Regions from separate parts of the Mus musculus genome. Here region 1 is linked to region 2. The links are chromatin contacts, called in public HiChIP or PLAC-seq maps. All regions are on one chromosome and are shown on one strand. Each heading gives the region's core, a stretch centred on a gene start, on an enhancer-like site or on the middle of the called end of the contact. The rest is flanking DNA. Distances are from core to core; before and after follow the strand shown.

What was found. HiChIP or PLAC-seq counts read pairs in DNA pulled down with a chosen protein or histone mark.
Region 1: a contact with region 2 is called in an H3K27ac HiChIP or PLAC-seq map of oligodendrocyte precursor cells, with 5 times the contacts expected there. The contact joins two enhancer-like sites. A contact is called at or near these places in 3 of 115 datasets of contacts at active chromatin or transcription factors (embryonic basal ganglia, oligodendrocyte precursor cells and stem cell-derived neural progenitor cells).

What each region holds. Positions count from the first base shown.
Region 1 is chr16:97,262,375-97,266,672 of GRCm38.p6, forward strand. No RefSeq gene overlaps it. Among named protein-coding and RNA genes, the nearest start is that of Bace2, 92 kb to the right of the region's middle. Within about 2 kb of position 2,272, at least 14 of the 459 cell types and tissues checked have an H3K27ac peak or open chromatin away from gene starts, as enhancers often do. A contact at or near this core is called in oligodendrocyte precursor cells, where this site is marked.
Region 2 is chr16:96,755,988-96,760,231 of GRCm38.p6, forward strand. All of the region lies in intron 11 of Dscam (DS cell adhesion molecule), which reads right to left. The region is part of intron 2 of Gm32509 (a long non-coding RNA gene); the gene reads left to right. Among named protein-coding and RNA genes, the nearest start is that of Gm32509, 39 kb to the left of the region's middle. Within about 2 kb of position 1,289, at least 30 of the 459 cell types and tissues checked have an H3K27ac peak or open chromatin away from gene starts, as enhancers often do. A contact at or near this core is called in oligodendrocyte precursor cells, where this site is marked.

The sequences.
Region 1 (4,298 bases), core at 1,022-3,521, 510 kb after region 2:
AAAGATGGCATAAAATTGTCATAGTAGAAAACTGTGTGGAATAGTCAAAACCAAGTGGAAACAACATTCCTCCGAATGAGCCGAGGAATGAGAATCACACAGAGTGCTTCTGCAGAATGAAATATCATACAGCAGAGAAAATGAACAAGCCTTTCCTACCCAAACACAAAATAAGCTCACAAAGAGTGCCAAAAATATTCTTGTATCTCTTAATAGTTCTTTTTGTGAAAACTATGGTTTTGTTTATAAAGGTAAACAAAGAGTTGATAATATTCCTTAGAAGGAATACTGATTGAAAGGCATAGATGTTAGCTTTGGGTGTGGGAAGTGCTTCATTTGTCCATCCTCAGGTGCTCTCGTGGTGTGTTTTGTTTAGAAAATTCCATTCGGCTTCTGACATGTATTTCATTCACAAGTCTGTATTTTAAAATAAGAAATAAGTGAAAGGGGACAACCTAGGTCAAAAATAAATCACTGGAGAATTTTTTTCAAAGGGAAAAACTAGCTGGGCAGTGGTGGTGCATGCCTTTAATCCCAGCACTTGGGAGGCAGAGGCAGGTGGATTTCTGAGTTCGAGGTCAACCTGGTCTACAGAGTGAATTCCAGGACAGCCAGGGCTATACAGAGAAACCCTGTCTCAAAAAAAAAAAAAAAAAAAAAAAAAAAAAAAAAAAAAAAAGAGGGGGAGGGAGGGGGACTAGGTATGGGTCAGAAATTTCTCAGAAATGGAAGCTGTTCCCTATTATATTAAAGAATCTAGGAAAATGACTAGCTCAGAGTAGAAAGATGTTCAGTGCTGGGAAAGGGGACAAGAGGGAGAAGAGAGAAGGAAGGAGTGAGTGGGAGGAAGAAGGAAATGTTTGTGTGCCCTGCCTCTAAAATGCAGTGCCATTGATTGTAACTGAGCACAGCCTCCTTTGCACTGCCAGGGAGCCACTACAGCTGCTGCCACCATTCTATCTCCCACCATAAACTCCATACTTGGCTCTTTCTCTATGAGCCTGAACTAACACAACGCTGTAGGGAACAGTTTCTGAGAGATGGAGGCAGGAGAGGCACAGGGCGGTGGAACTCTCTGGAAATTTGCTAGACTCACCCTTCAAACCTCCACCAATCTCCCTGTTTGCAGCATGCACAGGGGTGAATCTCCTTCCCAAGAACCCAAAGAGTTTGTCTCCATTTCTTTTTCCCCACCCACATTGGTAGCCATTGCTACTCTGCTGTGCGCAGGAATGCAGCCTCTGAGGGGAGGGCCATGCCGCAGCACGATGTGATGAGCTCAGCATGATGAAATGAATTCTCCTGTGTCTGGGCTTGTGGAGCCAGACAACATCTCCAGGCTCCCCTGCTCTCCTAGGGAGTGCACGCCCTCACCTTCCTGCCCGGCCAGAAGACTGGAGAGGTTTCTAAGAGAATGAACAGCAGCTGCAGCGTTTCCCCCTGGGGAGCAGCATCCCCAGCCTGTGGAGAGTTTTTGCAGCTTTCCTTTATGCATTTTTAATCAATCCTAAGCTACTTACAAAAGTGTGCAATTACTTTCTGCACTTGGAGTTGTAATAAGATTTAATGACTCCACTTGGATCCTCTGAGTGAGCATTGAGATGCTGACTCCTGGCTTAAAATTCAGCTTTGGCAACAGAGATCTGGTGGACATGGAAGCCTTTTTGAGTTTGTTTGTTTGTTTTTCAGCTTAAATATGTGAGAACAGAACATCTCATCTTTCTTTTGTTGTATTTCAGGAGGATTTGATGGGGAGAGGGGTCACAACAGCTGAATAAAATTTAGCAAGAAAAGTAGGGCACATAAGCTTCTTTTTTAACTTTTGCTTTTTATTTCTTCAGTCTGGGGGAGTTGGGCATGCAGGGGTTCATGGGTAGAGGAAACCTAAGGCACTGAACCTCTCCTTCCACCTTGCACGAGACAAGCCTCTTGTTATTTATTGCTAGTACTCTAGACTAGCTGGTCCTCAAGTTCCTGGGATTCTCCTGCCTCTGTCTCCCTGCCTGCTGAAAGAGCACTTGGGTTAGAGACTGGTGCTGTCATGTGCAGTTTGTACATGATTCTGGGAAGAGAAATAAGGTCTTTGTGCTTCTGCAAGTTCTTTGCCCAGTGAACACCTCCCCATTCCTGAACTCTCAGTTTAAAATACATGTTACTGACCGTCTCACAAAAAGAGGACATCTAGTCCTAGGCTTCCCTAGGGTCTCTCTCTAAGGACCTCTGACAAAGGGGACCTCACATGGCTCCTGGAAGATACTGGCCCAATGGCTATAGAGTACATAATTATGAATTCAGCTCACGTGAATGAAAGACTTTCTTGTTGTCAGTAGCTGTTCAGAATGTCACAGGTCCTCACTCGGTCTGCATCCATCCCCCATTCCTAACACCCAGAGGCACTAAGAAAGTATCTTCTCTTTGGAAGTAGCAGGAAACTGCAATGCCTTGCTTGTTGAACTGTGTCCCAAAGACACACAGACTCCTTGAGGTTGGTGAAAGCCACAGCCTTACTCTCTGCAGGGAGATGAGAGCACATTGCACTACAGCTCTGTTCAGTCTTCTGTGGATTTTGCTGCGCATGGCTGTGTTATGAAAGACACACAGGAGGCTGTTCCACCTGGGAAGTGTCTTCCCTCAGTCCAGGATTCTAAGAAAGCATGTAGGCTGTCTGGAAAAGAAAGAATGCCCTAATGTCACAAGGCCTGGTGATGGACAACTCATGCTTTTTATGTAGAAATGAAGGAAGCAGATAAGCTGGACATGGAAAGATAGATACCACATGCTCCCTCATAGGCATATGCTCTAATAATGACAGTGTGGATATAGAACAGTGAGTATTGGAGGGTAAGGGTGTTGGGAGGGAAGGTAAGAATAGAGTTAGATTTAAGACAGAGTTAGAAGTAACGAGTCTGAGTGTCTCTAGCACAGTGGAGTTGATATGGTTCACAGCCTAGTATAAATTTCACGAATGGATGAGAAGGATTTGAAGTCTTCAACTCAATGTAAGGATGATCTGGAAATGCTAATCATCATATTTTAATCAGATCACTTAGATAGCACACTGTACCTCATAAATATATACAATTAAAATAATGATATAATGAACCAGCAAGATGGCTCAGCGGGTAAAGGCATCAGCTACCAACCCTAGCAACCCAAGTTCCATCCCTAGGATGACAGACAGAGAAAACTAACTGCTACAAGGTGTCTTCTGCCCTCCACATACATGCTGAGGTAAGGCTCCACCCCCACCACACACACAATTAAAAATAAGTACAAAATCACCATTGTTTCTGAACATTTTTAAATTTTTAAAATAAAATTATGTTTAAAAACTAAAGGCTCAAAACAAAAACAATCTAGATGAAGCACTGTAACTCAGGGAAGTTTATTTTAGCTCACACACAGTTCAAGATAAGGGAAGTGGAGTCAGCAAGAGATTGAAGCAGCTGTGACGTCACACACACACCACACACACACACCCCACACCACACACACATACACATACCACACACCACACACCACACCACACACACACACACACACACACACACACACACACACACACACACGAATGTGTAGTGTTGCTCATTCTCTCTCTACTTACACAGCTTCGGGTCCCAGCCAGGAAATGGTGCTATCCACAGTAGACATGCTTTCCCACCTCAATTACATAAGCTGAACAATCAAACACAGATGCTCAGAAACCCATCTCTGAAATTAATGGAGATTCTGTTAAAATGACATTTGATATTAACTATTAGAGATCTCTTAATTATAGTTTCTACTCAGTATCTACCTTAGTTAATTTTAATGTCACTATGACCAAGTATACAGCAGAAATTATTTAAGGGGAAGAAGAAGTTAACTTGGTTCACAGTACCAGAGGGTTCACTCCATGAACACTTTGGCCTCCCACACCGGGACAAAACATCATGGCTATGGAAGCATTTGGAAGAGATCTTCTCTATATCTTGAAGAGCATGAACAAAAGAGAATGGAGGGGGCTGAGAACTGGGCATAACCTTCAACCACACAACCACAATGACCTTCTGTCTTTATCTAGGTACCACCTTCTAAGGTTTCCACAACCTCCCAACAGTACCACAGGTTGGCACAAAGTGTGCAAAACACCAATAGTTCATATTTAAGTCATAACAGGACTCAGGGAGGATCTTTTCAGAAACCCCCAGACACCCACACCTCCAGATGCTTGTGTCCCATTTATTATACTACATAGGATCTGTAGGTAACCTATGCATATACAACACACACCTACAATATGTGAAAATGATTGCTGT
Region 2 (4,244 bases), core at 39-2,538:
ATACAAGGTAGGATGTGTGGGATAACACCTGAGGCCACCCTCTGACCCCTACAAGTCATTGTGGGACATATTCATTTGCATTCATGAATGCACCTGCTCATGAAAGTGCATGCACACATATACACGTGTACACATACGTGCACACAGTGGGGAAGTTAAGTCTTCAAGGAAGGAATCAAGCTTGGGTCCCTAGCTTTGGTTTGTTTTATACACAGATACACATGCACGCATGCAGATATGTTCTGTCATGCATATATGTGTGCAAATATGGCCTTTCTTTTTTTATAGTGATGAGGAAGGAAGGGGGGATGGAACTGACTTCTTTATTATTTTCCTTATGTGTATCAAAAATGGATGAAGGGTAAGTATGATTAAAACATATATGAAATCTCAAAAAAAAAAAAAAACCAACAAAAAACAAACAAACCACTGAACAGTCTGTTCTGGTTGCAAAATAGGATGAGACTGGCGTCTCTCCTGAGGTTTACTTCATGTGGCAGCTACAAGCAGCAGATGCAGACAGACACAAAGTGCAAACATGGGGCTGTCCCTTGAAAATTATAAGGAAATGATAAGATAGTGCTGTGTGTAGAGCCAGCATGGGTAGTTTCTGAGCACTGGGCTCTCAGATGAGCACAGGTCACCAAGCCCTGCCTTGACTGCAACATAGCAACCATTCAAGATTCTAGACTAGCCTGTGATTTTACATCTTGTTTCTGTATTCTCTCCCAAGGCCTCTAAAGGGCTGGGGCTCTGAACAGAGAGAAAAGGGGGACACAAAGCAAGAAAGGACTCCCTTAGGATATCCTTTATTACTTCCTACCATAATTTCCCTATCAAGTCCTAGATACAGTGACACACACTGGTAGCATTGTGGCAGCGGTGGGTGGGGTGGGGGGCTCTGGAAGGTCTACCTTGCATTTCCATCTGGATATTCATTTCATCTCCCAAACCCCAGAAAGCTCAGCTAAAGGGAAACAGATGATGAATGTTACTGAGGCCCAATGATTTTAGATAACACAAAGGAGACCCTTCCTAACCTGCTAAACTGCGGTGAGCCTGGCCACTTTCTTACTGTGGCTACGATCGTCTTTATCACCCATGCTCCAGTCCAGGTCTTATTAAAATTCACAATTGCACCACAGTGGACGATTCTCCTTCTCCTCATTAAGTTGCTGCGCCTCCTTTGCAGTTTATTTGTTATGACACAGATCTAAGAGGCCTCAGAGAGGGATTCCAGAGGAGTGGGGGGAGGGAGGGAGTGGGTGTTGAGAGAATGCAAGCTGCTTAAAGCATCCGAGCCCCACACTGACCAGAAGCAGCCTAGCATCTCTGCTTAGAAATCCCTGAGCACCTGTGGTGAGAGCCATGCACAGCTGGAGATGAGCACGAGGAGGCTGCAAACAAGTCACAGACCTGGTTCTGTCCTGAAGTCAGAGCCATGGTGCACAGAAGCAGCACTTATAAAAAGTGAGATACCAGAGGGGGGGGGCAAATAGAACACAGTACAAACATGGACAATATTGCTGAAGTCCAAAGAGAATTAATTTAAAATAAGTAAGCGAGCTCAGCCTCGCTGTAATTGCTTGCAGAAGGGTTGGATTCTGCCCTGGCAATTTTTCTGCTCCTCACTGTTGTTTGGCATCAGGAGAACTGATCAGGCATTAGGAGTACAAGAGATTTAAGTGGTGGTGAGAATTCTGCCCGGCAGGCACCCCCCACTATCATTCCTGTCCCTGTCTGTGTCCAAAGGCACCGTGCTGCTCCTGCAGTGGCTCAGCTGCCAGAATTTCCCTACAGCTGTGAGGGAGGCTCAGCAGAGGATTACTCCCCCGAGACGGGAGACTGTCAGTGACTTTTATCTGCTTCTTGGGATGAAGATACAAAGTGCAAGTCCTGGAACCGAGGCTACATGGATGGGTTGAAGCCATGGATGTTACCGAAACCCTAAAGTGGAAGGACTTCTTCGTTCCTAAGGAGAGCAAGCTTTGTATTGGGGAGCATTATCATGCTATTAGGATATGACCTCACTCCCCCACTGAGAGCAGAGGCGCTCCTGGGTTTCCTGGGCAGTTAGCCTGAGGCTTCTGTAACCCAGCTACACAGTTCTCTGTGACTACAATTCTGTCCACCAGGCGATGCTTCACCTGCACTTCTTCATCTGTCCTTGCCCTTTTCCTGCACAACCCTCCCCCCACCTGTACCTCCCCCCACCTGCACCTCCCCCACCTACATCTCCTCCCACCTGTACCTCCCCCCACCTGCACCTCCCCCACCTACATCTCCTCCCACTTGCACCTCCCCCACCTGTACCTCCCCCCCCTGCACCTCCCCCCACCTGCATTTTCTCCTGCCTGCACCCATTCCATTCAATTTCTCCCTACCCTCCCTCTAGAGTAATAGATGTACATGGGGTGGGACAAGGGCTTGTGCAGATATTTCAGTTACCAGCATCTTTTCTCTCTTGCTTTTAGAGTTGCTGCTGGCAGTGAGGGCAGCTGGAGTGCACCGGCTTAACCTTGCCTTTGCCTTGATCTCAGGTATTACCAAATGAGGAAGCATCCACACTAGACTCCTCAGACTGGTGAAAGGCAGACTGCTGTTTCTCCCCTTTCTGCAGGGGCAGGGCAAAGAGGCTTCTATGCTGCCTTGCGGAGAGGGAGGGATGGGGGTGGTTGGTAAAGAGCAACCCTAGTGTTCTGGTGAGCTCTAGGCTCTTGTTGCCTAGTGTCCTCAGAAAGTGTCCAGAGGCTTGAAGGAGCATTGCGAGAACCCCACTCCCTCATCAGGGCAGCAGGTGCCAGAGCAAAAATGGCCCCTGGTAAGCAGCATACTGGCATATCCCTGGCTTAGCACCTATGTGGGGAGAATCACCCCACAGTGGAAGCAGAAGCCAAATCTCCTTTGGTGGAAAGGGAAAAGAGCCTGTGATGTACTGTGCAGGCCGCTCCATGGTGGAGTGATGCAGAGGTTAGATGTGAAAAGAAGAGTCATAGCAGCAGATCCTGGAGCACTGGGGAGCACTGAGGAGCACAGAAGAGGACCGAGGAGCACTGAGGAGGACCAAGGAGGACTGAGGAAATGGAGAAAGCAGGCATCCGTCTGACAACCAAACAAGACAGAATTGAGGAGGGTTGGGACTAAGCCCACGATGGCAGACAGATGTGAGGCACTCGTATCTTTTCTGTGTCCTTTCTTCTAGTGCAGCTAATTGTAGCCGCCTGCACTGGAAGAAAGATGGCTTCTAACAGGAAGCTTCCACCTAGGACACCAGCCCAGCCCACTGCTGAGACAAAGAAGAAGAATGTGAAGAAAACAATCAAGGATGGCTGCCAGAGCTTGGTGGGTGTGACAGGCTTCACCCTTTCTTTCCTCACTGAGTGCACAGCACATGGAAAACACACGGTCATTTCCTCAGGACATGTGCACAGTGTCACCACTGGCTCAGCTCATGACAGCCCTGAGAATGAACCAATCTGGACAGACATACTGTGGCCTGTGTTCAGTTTCTGGCATGACCCTATAAAAATCACAAAAGGGAAACTCAGTGTTGTTCTTCCTCCCAAGGAAGAAACTCCCAAGGAGTTTCTCTTGCTTTTACTTAATTTCTGACTTTTCCCCAAATTCTAATAAAGCATGCTTCCAATTGGTGTTCTCCCGTGATAGGCTGTTGTAATGAGCTTTGGTGTGACAGTAAGCAGTGTGGAGCCACTGTCTCAGGCCAGTCTTTGAAGTCTGTTAGTGTCCAACATCTTAGAATCCTGGATCAAGTCCAGCTGGGCCAAGAAATGTCTTGTTACTCTTAAAATCCCAGGGTCACAATGGTTAAGACGGTGCCACATCTCTAAAAAGTAAAGCTAAAAAACAAACAGGTAGCAGTCCACAGCATGTGGGCTAGAAAGACAAAATTCACATCAGTTCCTTGATTTCCTATTGTCCCAGTGCCTAGGAAGCCAGGGCTAAAGCTGAGAATCCCATGGAAATGGGGACAGTTGCTCACCCTATGTGTGACTTCAGGTCAATCCTTAATTTAAAAAATGTGTGCGTGTGTCTGTGCACGTGTGTATATGTGTGTATATGTATGTATGTATTTATGTGTGAGTTTGTGTGTACATGTACATGTGTGTATGTGTATATGTGTATATGTGTGTACATGTGTGCATGTCCACTGGGGTGATCTTTCACAGTGTGCTTGTGGAGTTCCAGGTAAAACCTTGGATTTTAGCCCTTACATATATGTGTGT